Linked DNA regions of Mus musculus: region 2 is linked to region 1. Evidence: chromatin contacts called from public Hi-C data. All regions are on one chromosome and are shown on one strand. Each heading gives the region's core, a stretch centred on a gene start, on an enhancer-like site or on the middle of the called end of the contact. The rest is flanking DNA. Distances are from core to core; before and after follow the strand shown. Region 1 has its middle 81 kb from the start of Gm36594. Region 2 has its middle 92 kb from the start of Dlgap1.

What was found. Hi-C and Micro-C count contacts between places; a contact is called where the count stands out from the background.
Region 2: a contact with region 1 is called in a Hi-C map of pancreatic cancer cells, with 4 times the contacts expected there. The contact joins two enhancer-like sites. A contact is called at or near these places in 4 of 484 Hi-C or Micro-C datasets (the C2C12 cell line, cortical neurons and pancreatic cancer cells).

Annotation. Positions count from the first base shown.
Region 1 is chr17:70,003,436-70,006,135 of GRCm38.p6, forward strand. It overlaps a transcript of Dlgap1 not described here. Among named protein-coding and RNA genes, the nearest start is that of Gm36594, 81 kb to the left of the region's middle. Within about 2 kb of position 1,371, at least 5 of the 459 cell types and tissues checked have an H3K27ac peak or open chromatin away from gene starts, as enhancers often do. A contact at or near this core is called in pancreatic cancer cells, where this site is marked.
Region 2 is chr17:70,331,471-70,334,170 of GRCm38.p6, forward strand. It overlaps a transcript of Dlgap1 not described here. Among named protein-coding and RNA genes, the nearest start is that of Dlgap1, 92 kb to the right of the region's middle. Within about 2 kb of position 1,316, at least 10 of the 459 cell types and tissues checked have an H3K27ac peak or open chromatin away from gene starts, as enhancers often do. A contact at or near this core is called in pancreatic cancer cells, where this site is marked.

The DNA.
Region 1 (2,700 bases), core at 121-2,620:
TTCTGTGGTTAGCAAGACCCTCAGTAGAGGTTCTTCTAGGAGCATCTCCAGCTTTCTTCTTTGCAGCTTCCTATGCAGGTCCTTTGGCTCTTGTTTATCATGGTGAAGGAGTTTGGCCTTATCTGCTTTGTAGGATTAAAATGTTTATAGTCAATGTGAATCACTAGGCAGGCATCTATCTGTAGTGCCAAGAATTGGTATTATGGTAGAAAAGAAGACAGATACAATTAGGTGATATCAGAAGAATCCTAATAGGGAATTCATAAGAGCAGCTTTGAAACCTTTGTGTAGTTTTGCCAGATTTCCCAGGGAGCAAGAAGTAGGGTGAGACTTTCTGTCCTCTCCTCAGGCTGTCTTGTTCCATGAAGGTCGTAGTCATATTTGACTGTGTCCCTTCTGTGTCATCAGCCTCTGGCACAATGGCTAACCTTTAGCAGATGCTCAACAGATGTAGTGGGGTGGGTGGTATACATGCAAACAGGCCTGGGAGAAAGGAGCTCTGTCACTCTGTAAATTAACACAGACATAGAACCTTAGAAATCTCTTAAAATACTAAAATCAAAATACTGTAGCGCCCAGCAATTCCACTTCTGGGTGTCTGCCCAAAGGAAACCCAAGTGACAGCAGGGAAAATAGCTGCAGGCCTGTGTTTATTCTAGATTGTTCACAAGGTACTGCATTATGAAAATATGCCCATGCAATTCTTTCTCAACTATAAAATATAGCTGTGGCCCCTTCTGACAACTAGAGGCATGTGGAGGACATGACATTCAGTAGAATAAACCAGGCATTAAAGAGCAAGTCCTGCGAGCTTTTACTGTACTCGTGTGAGATCTAAGAATGCTACCTTTCACAGAAGTTGAGAGTAAAATGGTGGTTTGGAGAGGAGGAACATGAGCTGGGATGGCAGCAGGAGGCTAGGAGTTGGCTAGAAACTTAAACATGGAGGAGCTAAGTGTGGTGGTGAAGAGCCACTTGGGTGGCTAGGTTATCAAGATGTAAATTTCAAAGTAGAAAGAAATGATAATTTTAGAGTATTTTACCACAAGGAAATGCTAAGTCCTCCTAGCCCTTATAGATATGATCATTGCCCTGACTTGAATCACATACCAGCACTATATTTCATGCTAGCAATTTTGACATTGTACGTCCATTTTAAGAAAATAATTCTAGGTTGAGACCTAAAGGGAGGTGAGTTTTTGTCAATTTTAAAGCCATGTGTTATGCCCGTCTGTTTCTGAACAGGTCAGGCAGTATCGTTGGGGAGTTTGTATTCAGCTAGTGAGGTTACATCCGTTGTGCTCTGTCAACAGCTGTGCCATCCAACCAGTCCTTGGGAAGTGGATCTGACACTTCCCTGCACCTCAGCTTCAGTTCAACTTTGGCACTAGTAAGCACATGAGTTTGATTAGTCACCCGTGTCCAACCTCAGTATGGTGTGGCCAGAATAAACAGTTTTATAATTGGATTTCAGAAGCTAATCTGCAGTGTGTTATTTTGGTCTATGAGTCATTTAAGCTGTTTGGAGATCGTTTGTGGAAGCGTTTTTTTCCAAGCTCAATATTCTGATGCTTTTTCAAACTTTTTTTTTTGATAACTTTGAATGTGCAGAGATGGCAGTGAAAGGGTTAAAGGGTGCCCCATCACATGCCAGCCCACTGTGAAGTGCACAACTGTTTGATTCTTCTGGAATTTTGCACAGAGTTTGGAATGTATGGGGTATTACAGGTGCACTGAAGTCTTTGTTTTAGATTTAGAGGTTGTCTCTTCCAGTAGAACAAACCACAGCAGCAACTGTTATATGCATGCAGCTTGAGGAATCTAGCAATAAATTGGTTTTATGTAAGCCAATGAATAATGAGCTGCAAATTCAGTGAGTTTCTCTGTCATCAATATCTGTACTTTCCTTCTTTCTGCAAACATTTTTTAAAAAGGAAATATCACTCATATTAATAAACTTTTCTGCTGTTGTTTGTGATGATAACTCCATATTTTCTGATATGCAGTGAATTAAACAAGATTCCCACAGGGAAAAACTGACTGAATATATGGTCACAGTTTGAAGTCATTCCCAGATGGTTTGAGCAATGAAACACAATTTTAAAAGAAAGCAGGATAAATTACTAATTTTATCCTTCAAAATACCAGCAATTCCTTCCATCTCAGTAGCTATGGTCAGCTGGCATCATCTTCCCATTGGAGGTACATTTTGTAGATGTTTATTAACATCTTTTTTTCATTCTAACAGCAGCAAAAAGATGATATCGCAATCATAAAACTGAAGATATTCATTCTGGAAAATGAATCATCTTGATATCCAAGTTTTGTCCAAATGTGGATAAAAACAATTCAGGGTCCTGAGATTTGGGCACCTAGCACATTATTAGCACAGCTGTTTACTAAATCAAGAATAATTATAAAACAGATAAAGGCTGTGTATATGTTTGACCACTGAGGATCCCACTATATCTGCTTTCTGATCTACCTAACAACTATTAAGTCTGTAGGCTCCAGATTCTTGGCTTCCAGCAGCAGGCATTAGCAAGACTATGGCTCTGACCAAATCTCACCCATTTGTCTCATGCCCTCAGGATCTCCTGTAACTCTGCCACTTTTTTTTAATGTATCTTTGGATTGGAACCTTCAGCACTGTTAAGAAGGGACCAAGCTGAAACCGTTATTTCATGGTTATATTCTGTA
Region 2 (2,700 bases), core at 66-2,565, 330 kb after region 1:
CTTAGAAAATGCGTTTTCTATATGTTTCTTTTCACAGTGACTAGATGGTTTAAGTTAATTGAATAAGCCAAGAAAAACAACACCAACATGTGGTTGGGATTTTAGCTTTAAGTTCTTTATTCTGTCTTTTAGCTCTCATTTTCAGAAGTCACTATTACATCAGAAGAGACATTAACAGTAAATAGTATTATAATGTCTAGTTTCCTGTTTTGAAGCAAATATGTGGTCCTCCCAACTAGGTTCGGTTGTGTCTTTTTTATAGCATGTTTAACTCTGAGAAATCATTCTCTCTGGCTCACTGGTCGATGATCCCTTATAGTCCTTGCCATTGGCTGACATTTTTATTCTACAGATGGTACTAATTAAATAAGTGCTTCCCAAGGTACTTGTCCACTATTCTTTTTCTGAGGTCAAAATCTTCCTTTACCTTGGTTTTTCTCAGACTCTCTTGTCCCTGTTACCCTTATGCCTGCCCTGCCACATTTTTGCATAAAGTTTGACTAATCACTACTAGCAGTTCTAGTAGTCAACTACTGACCCTGGGACAAGGCCCTGGCTGATTGAGAGAATGGCATCTATTTTCACTCGCAGTATTGGAGGATTTGCTGTCACACACAAGGGATTTTTTTGCCTCCATGATAAGAAATAAAAAATCAAAAGAAAAGAGACGGTAAGCCTCTAAGATTTAAAAAAAAAAAAAAAAGTCAGTTGAAATAAGTAAACGATTCAAAAAAAAAGGGGGGGGGGAGCATTTATTTGCCTGCATAGGAGGACTGAATAGGTCCTTTTGTTGAATTGCTGAGGTAGTCCAAGTCTGGTAATTTTTCCATTAATCATGTGCACATAAGGGTGTTGTTTGTTTGTTTGTTTGTTTGACATGTTTTTGCCATGTAGTTCATACTGGCTTCAAATTCACAATCCTCCTGCCACCACCTCTCAAATGCTAGGAACATAGACAAAAAAAGAAAGGAAGGAAGGAAAGGAGGAAGAGGGAAGAGAAGGGTGGAGGGAGGGAGGGAGGGAAAACTTGTAAAGTCTTCTTTTCATGGGTCTTTGAGTTTCTTTCTTATGTAAAACAGGATCACTGGTCAGTTTATCTTTGGGAACCTGAGGTTGTCACACGCACCTGACCAGTTTGTGGTTTGTGTCCTCTAAAGAACAGTAGGCTTTATGAGGAAAGGGGAAAGGGTGTGGTTCCTTCTAAACATCCCTGATAAATAAGAGGCCCTGCTTTTACTATACTGGATAACCCGAGAGGTCCTGTCTGCTTTGGTTTGATTGGCTCCCTTGCTTATTTGCCTGTACAGTCAGACACATTGTGGTCAGGGATGTGTGCCAAGCAAACCTGTCTATCTCATGACTGGATAAGTAGAGAAAACCCGGAATGTCTGAAATTCCTATCTCCCGTGCAGTCAAGGCTACACCCCCACTGACAGCATTCCCCATCAGCCCCACATAGTACCTTGGTCTTGGTCCCAGCCTTTACTTCCTGGTCTTTGATAGTCATTCCAAATGCTCGTTATAGCAATAGGAAATTTCCTGTTATACTGAGGGGAAAATATGACATAATAACCTTTTTCCTTGTGGAAGAGTTACTATTTTGTTTTTTTGTTTTTTGTTTTGTTTTTGCAAAGGTATTACAGATTTCCATTCTATTTTCTGTGGTACACAAGAACGTCCTTGTTGTGGACAATATGTGGCCATGTGCATGGCTTTGGATTAGCTTGAGGATACACTGTCCCTGCTGCTTGTCTGAGTTGCCACCTTGCAAGTCAGTGCCACTTTAGTGGCTTCTTCTTGTTCTGCAATTTCCTTGGAAATTCCTATGGATATTATAGTACTCTGGACCAGATCACCAGGAATCCAAAAATATTGTCATGCCAATTAGTGTTCCTTAGGTAGAACGGACAGGCTGCTGCTCTAAGTGTGGAAGCCATGGAAACCTGTTGGCTGGAGACTTGAGTAGTGCTGTGTCGACTCTTCTTGAAGGATGTTCCCATTTCCCCTGAGGGAGGAAGGTGCAGTTCATCTGGAACAGCTCCCTCGGAAGGGTTTATACTTTTCCAAAGTTGCCCTTGAAACATTTCTTTGATAGCTATATATCTGAGCTTCTCTGATTTGAATTATTCTTTTTTTAACGTACGGCACCACACATAACCACTTTAGAGTTGCTGTCGGGAGTGACACACCAGATTGGTGCTAAGTCAGAGGATGAGTCATTTTAGGATTTTCAAGCAGCTCTAACTCCCTACAAAGATGCTCAAGACTCGAATTCTTACATTAGGATCATAGAAATAGTCAGGAGTATAGAGAAATACATCCAGGTATCCATTTATAACAGAGGGAGAGAGAGAGAGAGAGAGAGAGAGAGAGAGAGAGAGAGAGAGAGAGAGAGATGCACACACACACACACCTGCATTCACCCACATGCATGTACACATACCTCTCCATTTGGACATTTGTATAATTGAAGCAAATAGATAAAGAGATGCTGTGACTGTGCAGGGCATATTTATAATGGTCCATTTGTGCACGGTATCTAACAGGTTAACTCTGAGATGGATCATAAAAGAGCTTTGCATTTTCCTGGGAGCTGTGAGCATGGCCGTCATCCCGGTATAACTGTGAGTAAATGAGTTTGTGTGAGGCTCATATCCTTGGTGCTATACTTAGGGGCACTACCAAACCATCCCAGGGACA